6 separate regions of the Mus musculus genome follow, and all the other regions are linked to region 1. A link is a contact called in public promoter capture Hi-C data. All regions are on one chromosome and are shown on one strand. The core of a region is the stretch at or near the end of the contact, and the rest is flanking DNA. Distances in the headings are between cores, read along the strand shown.

Region 1 (2,786 bases), core at 161-2,660:
GAAAACGCTTCTCACTGATTTGCTTCTATGCTCAGATGCTGTCCCTTGCTTATCCCTCCCAGTACCATCTGCCCAGGGGTAATACCACCCACAGTGGGCTGGGCCATCCCACGTCAGTCAACAAACAAAACATGTCATGGACATGCCTACAGGGATCAGTGGGATGGAGGCACCTCTCAGTTGAGGTTCCCTCCTCCCAAGTGACTCTGGTTTTGTATTAAAGTCACAAACAACTGACCAATCAGCACAATGGCTCATATTTCATGGAGGGGAAAGCAACATTTAGGTCATAACTCTCAAATCTCCCATTATCAAATTATACATTTACCTTCATCTAGACCCATTGTTTATAGAGTTCCTCCAGTTGAAGTGAGGGTATCCCTCATTTGTATACTAGACCAAACATCTTATGTTCTGGATTTTATATATATATATATATATATATGTATATATATATATATACATATATATATATATATATAATGTATGTGTATATACACACACACACACACACATATACATATACACACACACATATATACATATTTTTTTCTTGTTTTCACCACTTCATCTACTGGGCTCCAGCCACACCATTTTGCCATTCTCCCTTTTCTTCTCTGTTCTTCTTTGCATTTCTTTCTTGTCCCCTCCCACTAATACCTGGAACTCATGATCCTCCTGTCTCAGTCTCTCAAGTGCTGGATTACAGTGGCTTTGCCTTGGCTGTCCTGGAACTCGCTCTATATACCAGTCTGGCTTCTAACCCACAGAGATCCAGCCTGTCTCTGCACACCTCCAGTCGCAGCACTTGGGAGGCAGAGGCAGGTGAACTTTTAAGTTTGAGGCCAGCCTGATCTGCAATGTGAGTTACAGGACAGCTAGTCCTACACAGGGAATCCTTGTCTTGAAAACAACTTTTTAAAAGTCCCCCCCCCCCCCTTTTTAGTAGAATCGTCTCAACGCCATATATTTTGACCAATCCTTTTTCCAGCGACTAGTAATGCCATTCCCATTTTAAACCAAATTCCCTTCAGTTTGTTTTCAGGTCGGCCTAACAATCTTTATTTTCCTCCAACCGGGGATGCTTTTCTCCGAGCTTCTTTCTGGGCTGCCTTTCCCTTGCTCTTCGGTTCGCTGCTCCGCAGACATCTCTCTCATATCTCCATTGTCTCTAGGCCCTTTGCGCTCCTCGACTCTGAAGGGCCTGTAGAACCCAGGGCCGCTAGAATCTCGCCGTTGCTAGGCTGTTGCTAGGGCGGTTGCGGTGGAGACTTCTGAGAGGACCAACATTCGGCGTCCTAGTGACGGATAAAGTTGGCGCCAGCGTCGCCAGGGGGGTGCGTCACTAACACGGGCGATTGGGGGCGGGGCCAGGCGGAGTCACGTGGTTTGGTTGCCTACGCGCTGCTGGGCCGTGGGAAGATGGCGGACGGAAAGGGAGACGCCACGGCCGCCGCCGGGGCCGGGGCTGGGGCTGAGGCTCCGGCGGTGGCGGGAGCCGAAGTCGAGACTGAGTCCATGGCTCGGGGTCATCGCCCTGCATCTCCGGCGTCGGGAGCGCCGGGCCTACGACCGTGTCTCTGGCAGCTGGAGACCGAGCTGAGGGAGCAGGAGGTGTCCGAGGTCTCATCTTTGAGCTACTGCCGGAGCTTCTGCCAGGTGAGGGGTGGACTAGATGGCCGAGGGTGGAGGGGCGGGGAGGCCGGGAGAAGAGACTCGGGATCCGCCTCAACAGCCGGGGGCTTCGCGGGGAAAAACGCCACCCCCGTATCTCGCCGCGCCCCCGGGCCGGGCAGGCCCAGCTCTGCCGTAACCCGACTTCAGTCACTGCCCGGGCGGATTGCGCTGGGCGGTCCTGAGCCCAGAGAGCTCCCTGCAAGGGCTGTGCCCTGTCGCTGTTGCCTGGGTCCTGGCCGGGTGGTTGGAGCGCCACTGCCCCCCTGAGGGATCGATTGCCAGTTCCTGCAGGGAGATGCTTTTTTTTTTGAGTGGTGTGCTGATCTCCAAACTGAAAAACCTTGTTTTTCTGAACAATCAGGAGAGGTGGGCTCTGACCAGAGACTTATCTTTAAAGTCACATCTTTTGGCTTCCCTAAGATACGACGGTTGGTCTTGGATGGCGTCTGGAGCTTTCTGATTAGGGAATACTGAGCCGGTTGATTGGTTTTTGTGGGGTGTTTGTTTGTTTGTTTGTTTTTGCCACTGTGGGCGGGTGTGAAAAGATATGTTTATGCCATTCTTTGACCTGTTTTGTATTCATCTGCTGGTTGTACTACTAGGAATGGAGCCTGGTAGCTCTGTAATGGAGATTAGTCTGAGTGGAAGAGGTCGGGAGAGAGATATAGAGAATGGCCTCTTTGGCAGTCGGGTGATTGATCGTTTCTGTGCGGGTCCCAATCTGTGGGGCTACATGCTGACAGATGTGATTTTAAGTTTGGTCTCCGTGACCACGTTGCAGTTTTTTTTCTATGTTTTCGAGTGTCTTCCAAGTGTAAATGCTTGCCGTCATTGTTTCTGCATCTGGTACTTAGACTATCAGGTTTCTGCCATCCCTTTGCTCCTCATTTGGAGTACCTTAGAGAATAGAAAATAATCGAGGTATGTTGGTACGTGGACTCTTAATGAGCAATTGAGTGCTGAAAAGATTGTGGAGTTAGAAAGTTGTAGTTGGAGTAGTGAGCAATCTGCTTTGTTGGTCCTGGGCAGAATTAGTTGTCTCTGTTGAGTTCATTTGTATCCCACTCTTTGACCCAGAACTTCGTCTATTTGGAATTTTTCTCTGCTAA
Region 2 (2,786 bases), core at 148-2,647, 2.6 Mb after region 1:
ACCTTTTGCATCTGCTGATCAGACTTGGCCATTTCTGCAAAATAATCGGTGGGCCTCTTCGTAGGGACTTGGAGCTGATGGAGTCGGGGTAATACCGCAAGCACTGCTGCCTGGGCCTGCCGGTAGCTGACATTACAGGACAGGGTGTAATGAGGGGAGGGGAAGGGCGCTCATGTCTTCTTACTGCCTCTCAGAAGTTACCTAACCTCAGAGCTATCACATCCCACCAGCACTGGCAAGATAAGACAGACACACCAACTAAAACTCCACTGATTGCACATATAACTGAAATCTCACTTTATGTTTATTTACGAGGGGAAAATACTTCCAAGAGCAAGTCAGTTTAAAACAACGAGCTTATTAAATACTGCGCAGACTATGAACTGTTTCCCAATCATTACAGAAAGAGCACTCATAACATTCCCTAGGCAAAGTGTGTTCTAATGATTGGAGGCACCCACACAAGCTTCAAATGAATTATTCTGAAACATCCCTCGAGCAGGGTTCTGGTTAAACGGCGACCAAGAACCTATTCTTTCCACCAGAGGAACCCGCTAGATCCACTCGCACGCTCGTGCTAACCCCGCCCAGTGCCTCTGAGGTTGCAGACACACTAAGACCCCCTTCCTGTAACTCCATCGCAGGACCCATAACAAACATACAAACTCATTTCCCTCTGGAAGTCGTCTTCTGGATTAACGCCTTTCTTCTGGTCCTGGTTCTGAGGTGTTGGCTGAGTCTCACTGACTTCTGGCACTGGACCCAGGGTCACATCGAGCCTTTCAACCCACTCCAGATCCCGTCTGAATTCAGCCAAGCACTGTTTCAGGCCACTCTAGGTTAAGTCAGACAAGGCGCTCATGAGAACCGCGAGTTTGACTCTCAGAAACCCAAAGTCCTATGCTCAAATATCCGCACAGGATGACGACCGCAGCGCAGGGTGCATCTTTCCCACCAGAATCGGTCTCCCAAGAGGCACAGCGCTTGTGCGCATCCTGTTCCAAGGACCCCGACCCTCGCACGAGCTCACCACGTCATTCACTGCCTTCTTCGGCTTCTCTAGCACGACATTGAGACCTGGCTTCAGGAGTCCGCGGGAAAACGCATCCTGCAACTACAGACCGGGGAGCCTCAGTACCAAAGAGCTAAATAAAGTCCCCGTCCCAGCCCCTGCCCCGCTAGCTCCGCTGCGGCCTACCTCTTGATCTGAGGCCAGGCACGCATCCGACTCCGAGTCCGACTCTGAAAGCGGAGGGGTGTCCATCTCGCGGCCTTCCGCCCCGCGAGGTTCGGCTGCCACTCCACGTGCCCACAAGCAGCACCACCGCCAACAAATTCTCCACAAGCCTCTGCCTTTTCAACAGGGACTTCCGCTTCCGGGTTCATAGCCGCACTTCCGGTTTTCTCGTTGCTATAGGAACTGCTCTAGCGTTTGGGCGTGCCCGGATTGCTTCGGATCTTTAGGAAGAGCACCTACTGATCCCTACGTAGTCTAGTAACCCAGAGCCGTGAAGCAAGAGGTAAATAGTTTCTTTGGGGTCCTCCTAAGGATCTGAGGGCGGTGGGAGTGCAGGAGAGGAAGGAAAGGCTCGGAAAGAGCCCCGGGGGTGGGGTGGAAAGGAAGAGGAGCCTAGGGGCGGGGCGATGGAGGGGCGAGGCGGGGTCAGGGAGGGGCGGGCCGGGGCCATGGGCGGGGCGGGGCGGGGCAGGAAAGGGAGATGCGCTGCTCGGCTTCACTCCCACCTACTTGCCTCTTTCTTCATCTTTTGCAATACTTTTTGACAGGTACCATGTCCACCGTGGTAGCTCAGGCGCTTCATGTTTTTGGTCTTCGGCCTCACGTGACCAACAATGTCTTCTTCTTCGATGAACAGATCATTATATTTCCTTCAGGAAATCACTGTGTGAAGTACAATATAGATCAGAAATGGCAAAAATTCATTGCAGGTAAAAAAGAAAAAAAGAAACCACCTTTTCCATTCTGACACATACATTAAAGGCATGTGCTACACAAAACCGCACAATCTCAACGATTGGGAAGATTTTTTTTTGATAACTGGGTTATCCACATATTTTTATAAATGTAAACAAAATAAATGGCCATTTACACTACTTAATCATAGATTAACGTGACACAAGTAGCCAAAATGACAGGTAAAATAACACACGTTTTAAAAGTACTTTTCCACAATGACTCCAGAGAAGAGTTACTTTAAACAGTGTTTTTCTTGTATTCTCCTGCAGTTGTGTTTGTCCTCACCAGAACCTTCTTTTGAGTCTAACGGTTTTGAGAGTACATGACCTTCATTGAACCCATGTCTGATGGAGACGCTGAAATTTTTATCTTAAGTGACAAATAACCTTTTAACATTTTTTTTTTTTTTGGTTTTTCGAGACAGAGTTTCTCTGTGTAGCCCTGACTGTCCTGGAACTCACTCTGTAGACCAGGCTGGCCTCGAACTCAGAAATCTGCCTGCCTCTGCCTCCCAAGTGCTGGGATTAAAGGTGTATGCCACCACTGCCCGGATTATTTACTTATTTTAAAGAGTTATGTATACAGTTTTCTGCCTGAATGTATACCTGCAGGCCAGAAGAGGGTACCAGATCTCATTACAGATGGTTGTGAGCCACCATGTGGTTGCTGGGAATTGAACTCAGGACCTCTGGAAGAACAGCCAGTGCTCTTAACCTCTGAGCCATCTCTCCAGCCCCTGGAATATCCCTAGTTTTATGTTAATAGTTTTACCAATTTTTCAGTTACTTTTGTAAGATTTTGTTCTAAGGGG
Region 3 (2,786 bases), core at 173-2,672, 2.1 Mb after region 1:
TTAGCCATGAGCCAGGTGATCAACGAGCATTGATTTTTTTTTACCCTCTTCTCTACTCAGAATATTCATCTTATCAGCTCAAAAAATAAATATCAAGCGGAGTGTGGTGGTACCCGGGCTTACAGCCTTCGCGAAGCAGAGACAGGCGGATCTCTGTGAGTCTGAGGCCAGCCTGGTCTACATATGAACTCTAGGGCAGACAGGGCTAGGGGATGATGTCTCCGAAACAAAAGCAAAATCCAAGGAATTTGAAAGACGGAGATTAACCTAGGTCTGAGAGAAAAGTTTTACGCGGAAAAACCAAAGTTCGGAGTTTAAGTGGCATCTGAGAGACTCCCGGGCCTCAGTTGGTTTTTGTTTTGTTTTGTTTTTTTGTCTTTATACTTAGTTACATTCTATCTCTATCACTGTGGCCCTGCAGAGACTGTCAGTACGACCATCCGGAGTCAACTGGAGCTTCCTTTCCTGAGTTCCACCAAAACACCCCCACTGCCCAGTAAAGGCAGCCAGGGATTTAACACATGCTCGCACTGTTCTTAACTTTAAACAGGTAAAGGGGGGGGGGCGTGAAAGTGCGCATCCTTGAGCCTTCCTACATACTAAGACGGGAAAATCCAATTTTATTTTAATTTAAAAGGGACTAGAACTAACTCTACACAAAGCAAAGGCGGGACAAGAAAGAAACAATGTCGCACATCCAGGAGGGGTTCCGTAAATCCGGCCCATACAGGGCAAGCCTGATCACAGGTGAAGAGAGATCTTATCCAGTCAGTAGCTTGCCCCGGGGAAAGGCCCCACATCCCTGGAGGACTGCGCATCGTGAGGTCCTCAGAGCTCGTCAGCCCCCGACCCTGGCCTGGAGGAAGTGCCTTCTCCTCCTGGCCACCCCCATGGCCCGGGTTCCGGGCGCGGCGCGGGCTCCGGGCGGGTCCCGCCTCCTCCGCTCCTAGCCGGGGCCCGGCCGGGGGCTCGGCTCTTTTAGCCAATGGGCGCCGCGCTCCGGCCCCCTCCCCCGCGCGGGAGGAGCCGCCGAGGTCGTGCGCGACGTGCGGCGCCTGGGCCCCTGATCCGCGGCCCCCGCCCCGACCGCGTGAAGCGCGCGGCGGCTGCGTGAGGAAGCGGGGACTCGGACAGGCGCCCCGGCCCGCGCTCGGCAGCACATCCCTACCCGGGACTCCCAGCCCCGTTACTCACCTTGCTGCTGGGATCCATGGCCGCGCTGCGCTCGAAGCTCTAGCTGTGCCGGCTGCGAGACGGAGAACGGACGCGCTGTAACTATGCGTCTCCCGCCAGACCTCCACGCCCTGACGCACTTAAGACCCCGTAGCTCAGATCGTCACTCTACAAGCAAGCCTCTGCTCTTGGGGGAGAGCGCGCGGAGCTGCCTTTTTATAGGACCGCCGCCATTGGTTCTGGGGTGTAGGTGGGCCCGAAGGGGGCGGGGCCTGGGGAGCACGTCCGGGGCGGGACTCTGAGAGGCGTGGTTCTGTGGGGAGGTGGGGAGGGACGGAGGGCTACTGACCACAGTCTGGCTCTGGATGCTAGAACCTGCAGTCCCAGGGTGTGCGGGGCACCCGTTGGGGGCGCTCGCTGTGTGGCTCTGAGCTGGTTTGCACACCTCTCTGAGTCTCAATGGCCACTAGCAAAATGGTAGCGCTTGGTGCGGGGCTGTAAGCCAGCGCTAGGACTCTGGCTTCCTCACTAGGCTGCCGGATAACTTTGGTAGACTAGTCATAATAATAGTACAACCTCCTGGGTTATTAGGAAGATTAAACGAGTTAGTATTTGGATGGTGTTTACAACCGCGTGTGTTATGTGTAAAGTGGCATTAAGTTCATTAGAGAGACCACGGGAGGTCTGGCTCCGAAGCTGAATTCTCTCTCCTTGCTCCGTGTTCCTGTGCCCAAGGCCAAGCTCCTCTTTTGCTCCTAGACACCATGCCCACCACTTCTCTAAGCTGTAAAACCACCACCTCCCTCCATTTCTGACTTTATGGTGACACCTAAGTGTGAAGACCAGAGAGGCTGGGTGTCTAAATGGTTAAGGACATAGAACACCTTGGCATTGAACCAGCTCACCTATAAACCGCCTCTAGCTGGTCCTGGGCAAGCTCCCAGCCAATGAGCAGCGGGTTTCTCCTGGATAAAATGAGATTTGTTATCAAACCCTGGGCTATGAGAATTACAGGTGAGCTCCTGGAGTGGTGAGTAGGACAGTCAATAGCCTCTGTGGTCCCTCCAGTCCATGTCCCATCTAGGTTCACCTGAAGGGGGGATCTGGGAGAAATGACTTTCTGTTAGAGACAGGAAGCTGAGCTGTGTGCCAGGTGCTGGCCTAGGAGGGCACCCTAATTGAGCATGGACCCCTGAAAAGTAAAGCATGTGGAACTGGTGAGTCTGGGGTTCCCCTTCTCCTCTCTCCTGATCACCACTTTGCCCCCCCCCCCCCGAGTTTCTTCTGCTGACTGCAAGACCTGCCTCCTCTGCTCTTGCTTTCTCCAACCCTGGACCTGTTTCTTTCCTTCAATACATATGATGCAGGGCTGGAACAAGGCCCAAGCCTGGTCTCCCAGGCCCTTTCTTAGGGTACCAGTTCACAAATTCAGTCGCCCCCATTATAGAACTGCATGCCTATATCTCAGCCAACAAGTCACCAATCAGCCATCTTTTTTCTCCTCTATGACGGACGGTCCCGTGCTAGTCAGTGTCCCTAGGACAGAAGCATGAGAGTCTGTTGCTAGCTTCAGGGAGTCCCCAAGCTGGAGGGACAGGGAGAGGGGCAGTGTA
Region 4 (2,786 bases), core at 112-2,611, 2.1 Mb before region 1:
AGCAACTCCCCTCAAGGCAACTGGATGAAACTGCTCTCCTTGCTTTCCACTGCCCTAAAGCCATCCCAAGTCAGTCAGTTCAGGTTAGAGCCCCCAGTTTTGCAACCTACACTTTCAGGTGTCATTTCAATGCACTGAGTGCCAGACCCACTTCTACCTGAGTGGGGCTAGACACACTAGAATACCCAAGTCCCTTTATTCGGATCCCGAATTACACAAATCTCCTTGGGTTCCAACCCCTGCTCTACCCCACCCCCACCCAGTAGCCCAAGGTCATCAGGTTAGCAAGTGGTGGGAGACTGAAGCCAGGGTCATGACCACATGCCTGGCTCATTTTGCTTCCACCCAAGGCTTCTCAGGCAACATGCTGTTATGTTCCCCGGTCCTGGCAGTTTGGCCTCCGCCTTCAGGATTCCCAAGGTCCCCAGGAATCTCCCGAATGTGTGCACACCGCTACTACTCACCGTCAGCTGGCTGCTGGAAGTTGACGTAGGCATAACCCAGAGAGCGCCGGGTGATCATATCGCGACAGACCCGGATGGACAGCACAGGCCCCGCAGGGCTAAACTTTTCATACAGCATGGCTTCGGTGACGTCCGAGTGCAAATCGCCCACGTATAAGGAGGCCATGGGGTAGCTGCTGGCTGCAGCGTTCATCTCCCCACCCCCCACGACCCCGAGCCCCGCCAGGAGGACTTCTAACAAGGCCTACTGCAGGACAAAAGGGGCTCCGAGGAGCTATGGCACGCGCCGCAGCGCACAGGTGGCACCAGCGACGCCGGAGAAGGCTGGAGCAGGGAGGCTCCGAGCCGGGACCCGTGTGCGGGACGACTTGCACGGGACTGCAAAAGCCCCAAGACAAAAGGCTCTCAAAAACAATATGGCCCGCTCCTGGAGTTTGTACTCTCCAGCTGTCCTGGCTTGAGGCTTAAAAAATAAAAATTAAAGTAGGAAATCCCCTCGTAAAGGGGGCAAAAAATTTTCAAGAGGCAATCAGATGCTGCGCTCACGGCCGCCTTGGGAACACGCGTTTCGTGATAAATATAGGCCCCGGACTCCCGGCGGTTTACAGTTACAGCAGCCCAGGAAGGGGGAAACCAAATCTTTGCGGGTGCCGGCGAAGGGCAGTGCGGACACGTGGTGCGGCCAGCCGGGGCGCGGGGCTGCCACGCGGCGCAGAGGCGTGCAGGGGCGGGCCGGGCCGAGGGGGATGGCTCACCACCGGACGGACAGACAGACGCTGACGGACAGGCAGGCCGGAAGCTGTGAAAGTCACTTCCCCACGGGCTCCCAGCACAAGTCGCTGTCTGGTTCTTTTTCTTCTTTTTTTCCCTTTTGCTTTTTTTTTTCCTCTTCTTTTCTTTTCTTTTTTTTTTTTTTAAGGTTTTTGAGGCTTTTGTGTTTTTTTTAAGCTTTTTCTTTTTTCTGCTTCAGGCGTGCTGAGCCCAAACGCAACACTGATGGCTGCGACCCGGGGCGGAGAGAGGCGGCTGGAGCCGCCACCGCTCCATTTATACCCTCCCGCCCCGGGCGCTGCTGGTCGAAGGGCGCCTCGAGACCTGGGCGCAGTCGTGCCCGCCCACTCTGCCCCGGGGGCCCAAGGCGGGGCAGTCACACCAGAGTGACCTGGAGCCGCCCGCAAGGTGTCACAGCGTCCCCTTGCGTTTGGAGGACCAGCAGCACGCACCTGTATGATTCTCTTTCTGCAGTGTATGGATTGAGTCATGTCCTCCCCAAGACCCACACGCAGGTATAATGTTTAAAACATCCATGAAATGCCCAAATCTACACAAAGGGATGCTAAAGTACAGCTACTAGGTGGCCCAATACATGGTTGAGCTGAATACGTAAGACATACGAAAGTTTTAAGAACATATAACCTTGAGGTTGGATTTTGGAGGTCATTAGAAATGGTGGTGGTATCTTAGGTGATGAGACTGTTTTTGAAAAGATGAACAAATCTTGCCAAAGCTTTTATAAAACAAAACGTGACTGTCCGCTCCTGTTTTGTTCTGGTGGCACGCCTACAGCTTAGTTTGTGCAAAAGGAGAAGAGGAGAAGAAAGGTGTATTTGGGCTCATGGTTCTTGTATAAGGGAGCTATCTCTAGTGATGTCCTTACAAGGCATCTCGTGGCGACTCATGGCACAACACAAAGAGAATGCATCTGTGCATGTGAAACAATGTTTTTGTTACTATGTAAACGCTAGTTAAGAGTTTACGCTTAGATGATGAAGGGTAATCATTGACTTTTTACCCAAATGAAGGTTTCACTGACCATTTGAAGATCATGTTATCTCATGAGACTAAATATGTGGAGTTATAGCAGTATTTCCTTACTCCATAAGTGCCAGGGACCATTTTTTTTTCTATCCTTATATTCACTCAAACCAGAAATTAGCAAAAGCTAGACAGATACTCGTCTACTGGTTGAAGCAAACAATTGAGGAAATATAAGTATTTAATCAATCAATTCATTCCAATAAATGGCTAATCAGAGCTCCCCCCCCAGCAGATGCCATGGTTGCCATGGTTACCATGGTATACAAGTAAGAGTCCCTCCTTACCTCTGAGAATAATTTCTGGTGACTATATTAAATAAAGAAGCCTTGCTAGGTGTAGTGACTCACACCTTTAGTCTCAGCACTTGGGAGACCGATCCCCCCTGAGTATTTGTGACCAACCAAATGGATATTGCAAGTTCCAAGCCAGCCAGGGCTACATAGTGAGACCGGTCTTTTAAAAAAAAAAAAAAAAAAGCCGGGCGTGGTGGCGCACGCCTTTAGT
Region 5 (2,786 bases), core at 147-2,646, 2.0 Mb after region 1:
ATTGCTTGGTATGTTGTCTTCATTATGAAAGAGGCTGTGGAGAAAACACATTACGGGGTTGGTTTCTGAATAGCTCAGCCACAATTCAAGCAAACTTTAGACATCATTCATAATAAACCCAGTTTTACTCCTGAGTCTGACTTTTGATGTTTTATTTTTATCAATTTATAAACTAATAGTGTGTAATAGATACTTACACGTCACACACATCCTCAGCTCCAAACATAATTGCTTGAGTAGCCAATCCTATTGGCTAACTAACTCATGCTAGTCTTACCTATTGAGAGAATTTACCAATAGAGAATAGAGCTATTTGTAGAAGCAGGAAATGTTTGTCTGTGTGTCTGCCTATTTGTCTGACTGTCTGTCTATCCACTCAGTCCTTATATCCTTACAATAGTTGTGCTAGGAATTTTATAGAGGAGAGAGGTGGGATTATAAAACTTGACCCTCTCTTTTTTCTTTCCTGATTTTGTGTGTGTGTGTGTGTGTGTGTGTGTGTGAGTGTGTGTTCTTGTGTGCAGGTTCTCAAATTGTCCAGAATTGGGCATTGGATCCCTTGGATCTGGAGTTACAGGTGGTTATAAACTACCTGATGTGGGCGCTGGGAATCCAGGTCCCCTGAAAGAGCTGTAAGTGTTCTTAATCACCGGGTCATCACTAGCTCTAAAGCTTTACCAGCTACAAAGACAACCATTGAAAGACCACACAAACAGGAAAAGCTCGTAGTTAGCTTACACATCAACTTTCTTTATCCTCTTTATCTTTCAAGTTCTTAATCTTTATTGTTCTTCAAAATAAAATCTGGGAAAAACAACAACCAGCCAACCAAACAAAAACCATCTCTGGATAACTTACTGGTCTATTATATCCAGATTGATGCGAGACTTTTGGGTTAACAGGATCACATAGGACACAGAAAAAAAAAACCAAAACCTACGTTGGGCCACTGGCCGACCTGGCTGGAGGTCATTCCTTGGGAGAGGACACTTAGCTTCTCGGACAAAGAGATCGAACTACTTTATTTTTAAATTCCTTTCCTGGTACATGTCCTTTTAATTTTAAACTATAAACTTTAAATGAACTGCGAGGTTTCTATCGAGGGCCACCGCTTCAAAAGACAAAAAGAAAAGAAACCTGATGACCTTAGAAGTGATGACAGCTTCACCGCTGAGTTCTGAACTGGGCAAATGTTTTCAGCGAAGCAAACCTCCGAACTACAACTCCCAGCATGCCGCGCACTAAACCAATGTTTATTGGCCGTCCTACTAGGTCTTGTGCAGTGTGACAGTTAGTATAGCCAATAGAGAGGAAGAACGTTCCCAGGATCCAATCCGAACGCTGTGAAGGCGGATCCTCTCTGGGTTCCGGCTCCGGCTCCTTCCCCCGCCCACCGAGGCGCCGCTGTCCCTGACCGAGCCGCGGGAGTGAAGTGGGTCGCGGCTGTGTAGAGGTGACGTGGGGGTTATGGGGGAGGCGAACGCGAGGCACGGGGCGCTTCGAGCCTGGCCCCTTCGCTCTTGCGAAGGCCTTGAAGGCTGATGTTTGGGAAGTTGCTGTTTTGCGAGTCCCAAAGGCCGCCGGGTACCGTGTGTCCCTCCGCTGCGATCACGTCCCCAGTCCTCGGATGACCCAGTCTTACTACCCTCCCTGCCTTACTGTTGGCCTTGGACCACTCCATGCCCCTCCCACACACCGTGTCTTTAGAGTCGCCCCTTGTACTCTTCCAGCTCCAGTCCCAACCTCATGGACATCTCTGAACCCAACTCTCGTCCTTCAGCTTTCCCAGCTGACTCCTCCAGCTTTATCCTCCTTCCCCACTTAACTAGGCTCTTTGGACACTGCTGCAGCCTTTGTCCCCTCTCCCAGGCCACCTCAGATTCTTTGGCTCCTTTGATGATCCGTCTCTGAATCGCTATGTAGCTCCGGTGAGTGCTTCCTTAATTTTTCACACTCTGTCCCCGGTCCTTCCAAGTTACTCCCGGTACCCTTGACTCGAACCCGGATCTAGAACTTTAATCTTTCGGACCCCAGCTTGGTCTCTTCCTTCTAATCCAGGCTCTTGTCCTTCATCGTCTGTGATCACCAAGCCTCATCTTCTTGCCTTGTTCTTAGAACTCATCCCTCCTCCGCACTCTTGCTGGCGACTCTGTGCTGCTGAGCTCCGAGGAAGAAAACCCCACATGCACTAGGTCTCTTCTCCCTCCGATCTTTGTAATGCAAGGTGACTTTGTGTTATTTCCACACTGCCTTTTCAGTCAGGGATGGACTCTCCGTCTCTGCCAGCCTTGGTCCTGCTCATCTGTCTATTTTGCAAGTCATAGTTTAAATTTCACCTCTTCAGTGAAGCTCCCTCCCTGCCCTCTTCAGAGAGGTGCCTTCTCATTTCCTAAGTGCCGTAGCACCGTCTCTACCTCCAGTCCTGGTGGAATGGTTAAAAACCTCAGCTTTGGAGGAATCAACTTGGGCTTCAGTTTTGCCACCTACTGTGTGCTCTTAGGCACGTGACTTGATTTCTCAGAGTTTCAGTTTCATCATTTCTAAAGTAAGTATGAGAAATTAATAGTTGAGCTAGATGTAGCGGCTCATGCCTTCAACCCCAGCACTCGGGAGGCAGAGGTGCTGTAAAAATGAATTGAGATGGTGCATTGGACCGCTTAGCCCTAGGTCGAGTGCTCTGTAGGACCTTTAAAAAATATGAGCTGTTATGGGCTACTGTGTAATATGCCATATGCAGTGCTGGCCAGAAAGAATGGGTGTATGTACTGCCTGTTCCCTGGAACTTA
Region 6 (2,786 bases), core at 126-2,625, 2.0 Mb before region 1:
GGAAACAGGCCTAGGCAGGGGAACCGAAGGCTCAGAACTGCATGGTGACAGGGCACTTGGGTAGCATGCACCAGGATCTGGATCCAATCCCTAGCAGTGGATGAAGAAAAAGGAAGAAGGAAGAAGAGGAGGGGGAGGAAGAATGGAAAGAAGAAAGGGAAGGAAAGGAAAAGCTCTAAGGTGAGTTGGTGGCGGTTGTGGGCTGGGTGGCAAGGCCTGGAGACTTAGAGCCTGACACCACTAAGCACTCACCATGAACTACTGCTAAGGCCTTGACATTCTTCCGTTTGATGTCTACACCCGCTATGAAGCTAGCTTCATCATGTATACCCATTTTATAGACCAGAAAACTGAAGCTTATGGAGTCACCGAGCTGATAGGTAGCAAGGATTGTACAAGTTCAGTTTGTTCCACAGGTTAGAAGTTAGATTATTTAACAAAAAAGAAACTGCATTGGCGGCTTGGTGGTTTGGTGGAAGGGGTGCTGAAGATTGGAGTCTAGGCTTTTGCAAGTTGGCTATTATTTCCCTCAGTACCTAAACACAAATCCCAGTATGCTCAAAGCGAAAAGGACACAGCCCCCAGTCCTTTTGTGTACTATGTGAAAACTGTTCCCAAAGAAGAGTGAAATTGGAAAAGTACAGAAGTCTTCATAGTAGACAAACTATGGGCAATGGAATGCGGTATCTACATCTATGAAGGTTTCCTAGGTCTGCAGGAAAACTTCTCAGGGGCGTCCCTGGGGGTAGCCAAACGACAGAATATCCTCCAGCTGAACTGTCCTCCCATCCCAGCTCCCTGAACCATAGTTGGTTCAGGGTGTTATGGTTCAGGGTACTCAGGAATCTGCCGCATTGGTGCTATGGACGCACTGGAGTCGCTGCACACGCCCCCGCATCTTGGCTGACACCTGAGGGCTGCGCACAAACTTGAGTGTGCTGGACTTTCTCACCCCCGGACGGCCCTCGCTCCACCCTGTCTTACCTAAGATCGTTCTCTTGACCCACATCGATGGGTCCATCAGACTCGCCGTCGGAGCCACTGGGCGCCCTGGGCCGCTTCATGCCGAAAGCTGGCTGCGGGGTCCCAGCCCTGCGATCCCTGGAGTTGGTTGTTGGGCCCCGCCTCAGCCCCGCCCCGGCCCGGGAGCCGACGCCGCCCTTTCCCAGGGCCCTTTCCTGCACCGCAGCCCGGGGCGCCCCGGCGCCCCCTCGCCCCCGCGGTGACGCGCCACCGAACCGTGGGAAGGCCCCGGGCGGTCACCGCCCCCATCGGCCGCTGGGAGGTCCGGCTCCGCTCCACCGGCGCTGCCTGGGCTGGCGCTCTGGGTGGCCTTGGGCAGGTGCCCTGGGAGGCCCCACGGGGAAGCCCAGAGAATCCGGATCTGTCCCTAGTTCTGTGCGACAGACTTCGCTTTGCAGTGCCTCAGCTTTTTATAAGGGTCAGACCTGTACCTTCCTGCTCCAGGGCATGCAGGGAGGGCAGATAGGTTTGGAAAGGTTACTGGGGGTGCCTGTGACCCCTTGGAAGTAATTCTTCAGTCACTCCTTCTATAGGGGACCAAAGTTTGTGGTGTGTGTGTGTGTGTGTGTGTGTATTGGGGAAGCTACGTGCACTGTGGGATGCTCAGAACTTCGAAGTCCTTTGGTGAACCCCCAAAGGGGTGGCTGCTGCTTGCCAGCTGAGAAGGCTGGAGGAGGGGAGACAGGGTCATAGAACCCAAAGTGGCATTGAACTTGATGTGTAGCAGAAGATGACCTTGAACTACTGATCCCTGACCCTCCTGCCTCTGCATCCCAAGTGCTGACTTTACAGTGGCCAAGATCTTTGAGCTTCTGACTTGTGGGAGGGAGCACAGGAATGGAGAAGGTAGGTAGGGTGTGGTGGTTGGTGGGGTATCCCTGGGAGTCACCCCAGTTCATTTAATGACAGCTGTCCTGGCAGGCACCAGGGAGAGGAAGAGAGGAAAGGAGCCTTCGGCTTCTCTTTCTGGGGGAGCCTGTCTGACCACAGACAACTATTTAGTCAGTGAGAGTTCCTGTCCTTGTGCCTAGAGATTCAGCTGCCATCCTCCCAGGTCATCGTACGCAGAGAAGTGCAGAGGGAAGCTGAGGGAGGAGAGCAAACTTCTTGCAGGGGCGGCAGGGAGATGGTGGAGGTGGGTGTGGTGGGCAGGGCACCAGAGGAGTCCTCTCCCTTTGTTCTGCTCACTGGGACAGGCACAAAAGAAAGCCAGCTTTTGGTGTAGGGAAGTGGGGTTGGTCACCTGAAGCTGACTACACACACTTTCACCATAGTCAGCTCTGCTTGCAGATACTTCCTGATGGGAAAGAACAGGCCTCTTGCCACTCAGACCCACACGTAACCACTTGGCCAAGCACAGAAACTTATCATGCTCATAGATGACCAGATAGGACTGGCATGAACGGTCGCCATCAGGAAACTCTGCTGGCCACCGCAGCCGCAAGCACCAATTCTCCTGTTCCAAATGCCCTCAGCACTCACATAATTTCTGTGGGCACCTGCCAAAACAGTGAGAACCTCAACCAGTGTGAAGAGTGCCCAATGTGTGCACTAGGCATTTCCTAGAAAGGCAGATACTTGTTTGCTCTATGTGATTGGCTGAGAGAGAAAGGGCTGGCAGATTTGCAGGGGAAGGTAAGGGCTCTGAGGTAGGCATGTTCTCGAGAGACGTCCCAGGTCCTCAAAATACACTGCACAGTTAAATAGGGACTATGGGGTTCGGCAAAGAGATTTAAGTTTGGAAGTCATTAGGTAATGGACGG

The links. Promoter capture Hi-C pulls out the DNA fragments that hold promoters and counts their contacts. Capture Hi-C pulls out chosen DNA fragments and counts their contacts.
Region 2: a promoter capture Hi-C map of liver shows a contact between it and region 1, with 3 times the contacts expected there. The contact joins the promoter of Ebna1bp2 here to the promoter of Rlf in region 1. A contact is called at or near these places in 3 of 39 promoter capture datasets (cranial neural crest, maxillary cranial neural crest and pre-B cells), 1 of 484 Hi-C or Micro-C datasets (uterus), 1 of 115 datasets of contacts at active chromatin or transcription factors (embryonic midbrain) and 1 of 9 other capture datasets (liver).
Region 3: a contact with region 1 is called in a promoter capture Hi-C map of liver, with 2.9 times the contacts expected there. The contact joins the promoter of Slc2a1 here to the promoter of Rlf in region 1. A contact is called at or near these places in 1 of 484 Hi-C or Micro-C datasets (uterus) and 1 of 9 other capture datasets (liver).
Region 4: a promoter capture Hi-C map of pre-B cells shows a contact between it and region 1, with 9 times the contacts expected there. The contact joins the promoter of Pabpc4 here to the promoter of Rlf in region 1. A contact is called at or near these places in 2 of 39 promoter capture datasets (cranial neural crest and pre-B cells).
Region 5: a promoter capture Hi-C map of pre-B cells shows a contact between it and region 1, with 6 times the contacts expected there. The contact joins the promoter of Zfp691 here to the promoter of Rlf in region 1. A contact is called at or near these places in 1 of 39 promoter capture datasets (pre-B cells), 1 of 115 datasets of contacts at active chromatin or transcription factors (thymic regulatory T cells) and 1 of 9 other capture datasets (liver).
Region 6: a promoter capture Hi-C map of pre-B cells shows a contact between it and region 1, with 7 times the contacts expected there. The contact joins the promoter of Heyl here to the promoter of Rlf in region 1. A contact is called at or near these places in 3 of 39 promoter capture datasets (cranial neural crest, hippocampal neurons and pre-B cells) and 2 of 115 datasets of contacts at active chromatin or transcription factors (differentiating embryonic stem cells and large pre-B cells).

Annotation. Positions count from the first base shown.
Region 1 is chr4:121,213,708-121,216,493 of GRCm38.p6, reverse strand. It overlaps Rlf (rearranged L-myc fusion sequence), which reads left to right and starts at 1,410. Exons shown (of 8, transcript NM_001346660.1): 1 at 1,410-1,659. The coding sequence starts at 1,423.
Region 2 is chr4:118,619,410-118,622,195 of GRCm38.p6, reverse strand. Ebna1bp2 (EBNA1 binding protein 2) reads right to left here and starts at 1,397. Exons shown (of 9, transcript NM_026932.4): 1 at 1,199-1,397; 2 at 1,031-1,114; 3 at 663-835; 4 at 3-126. The coding sequence starts at 1,264. It overlaps Cfap57 (cilia and flagella associated protein 57), which reads left to right and starts at 1,411. Exons shown (of 23, transcript NM_026789.5): 1 at 1,411-1,520; 2 at 1,786-1,947. The coding sequence starts at 1,791.
Region 3 is chr4:119,107,381-119,110,166 of GRCm38.p6, reverse strand. Slc2a1 (solute carrier family 2 (facilitated glucose transporter), member 1) reads right to left here and starts at 1,422. Exons shown (of 10, transcript NM_011400.3): 1 at 1,195-1,422. The coding sequence starts at 1,212. Gm52706 (a long non-coding RNA gene) reads left to right here and starts at 1,418. Exons shown (of 2, transcript XR_003955269.1): 1 at 1,418-2,390.
Region 4 is chr4:123,281,486-123,284,271 of GRCm38.p6, reverse strand. Pabpc4 (poly(A) binding protein, cytoplasmic 4) reads right to left here and starts at 1,361. Exons shown (of 15, transcript NM_130881.3): 1 at 465-1,361. The coding sequence starts at 657.
Region 5 is chr4:119,172,805-119,175,590 of GRCm38.p6, reverse strand. It overlaps Zfp691 (zinc finger protein 691), which reads left to right and starts at 1,396. Exons shown (of 2, transcript NM_001145936.1): 1 at 1,396-1,453. Ermap (erythroblast membrane-associated protein) reads left to right here. Exons shown (of 13, transcript NM_013848.3): 13 at 1-134.
Region 6 is chr4:123,232,145-123,234,930 of GRCm38.p6, reverse strand. Heyl (hairy/enhancer-of-split related with YRPW motif-like) reads right to left here and starts at 1,375. Exons shown (of 5, transcript NM_013905.3): 1 at 985-1,375. The coding sequence starts at 1,064.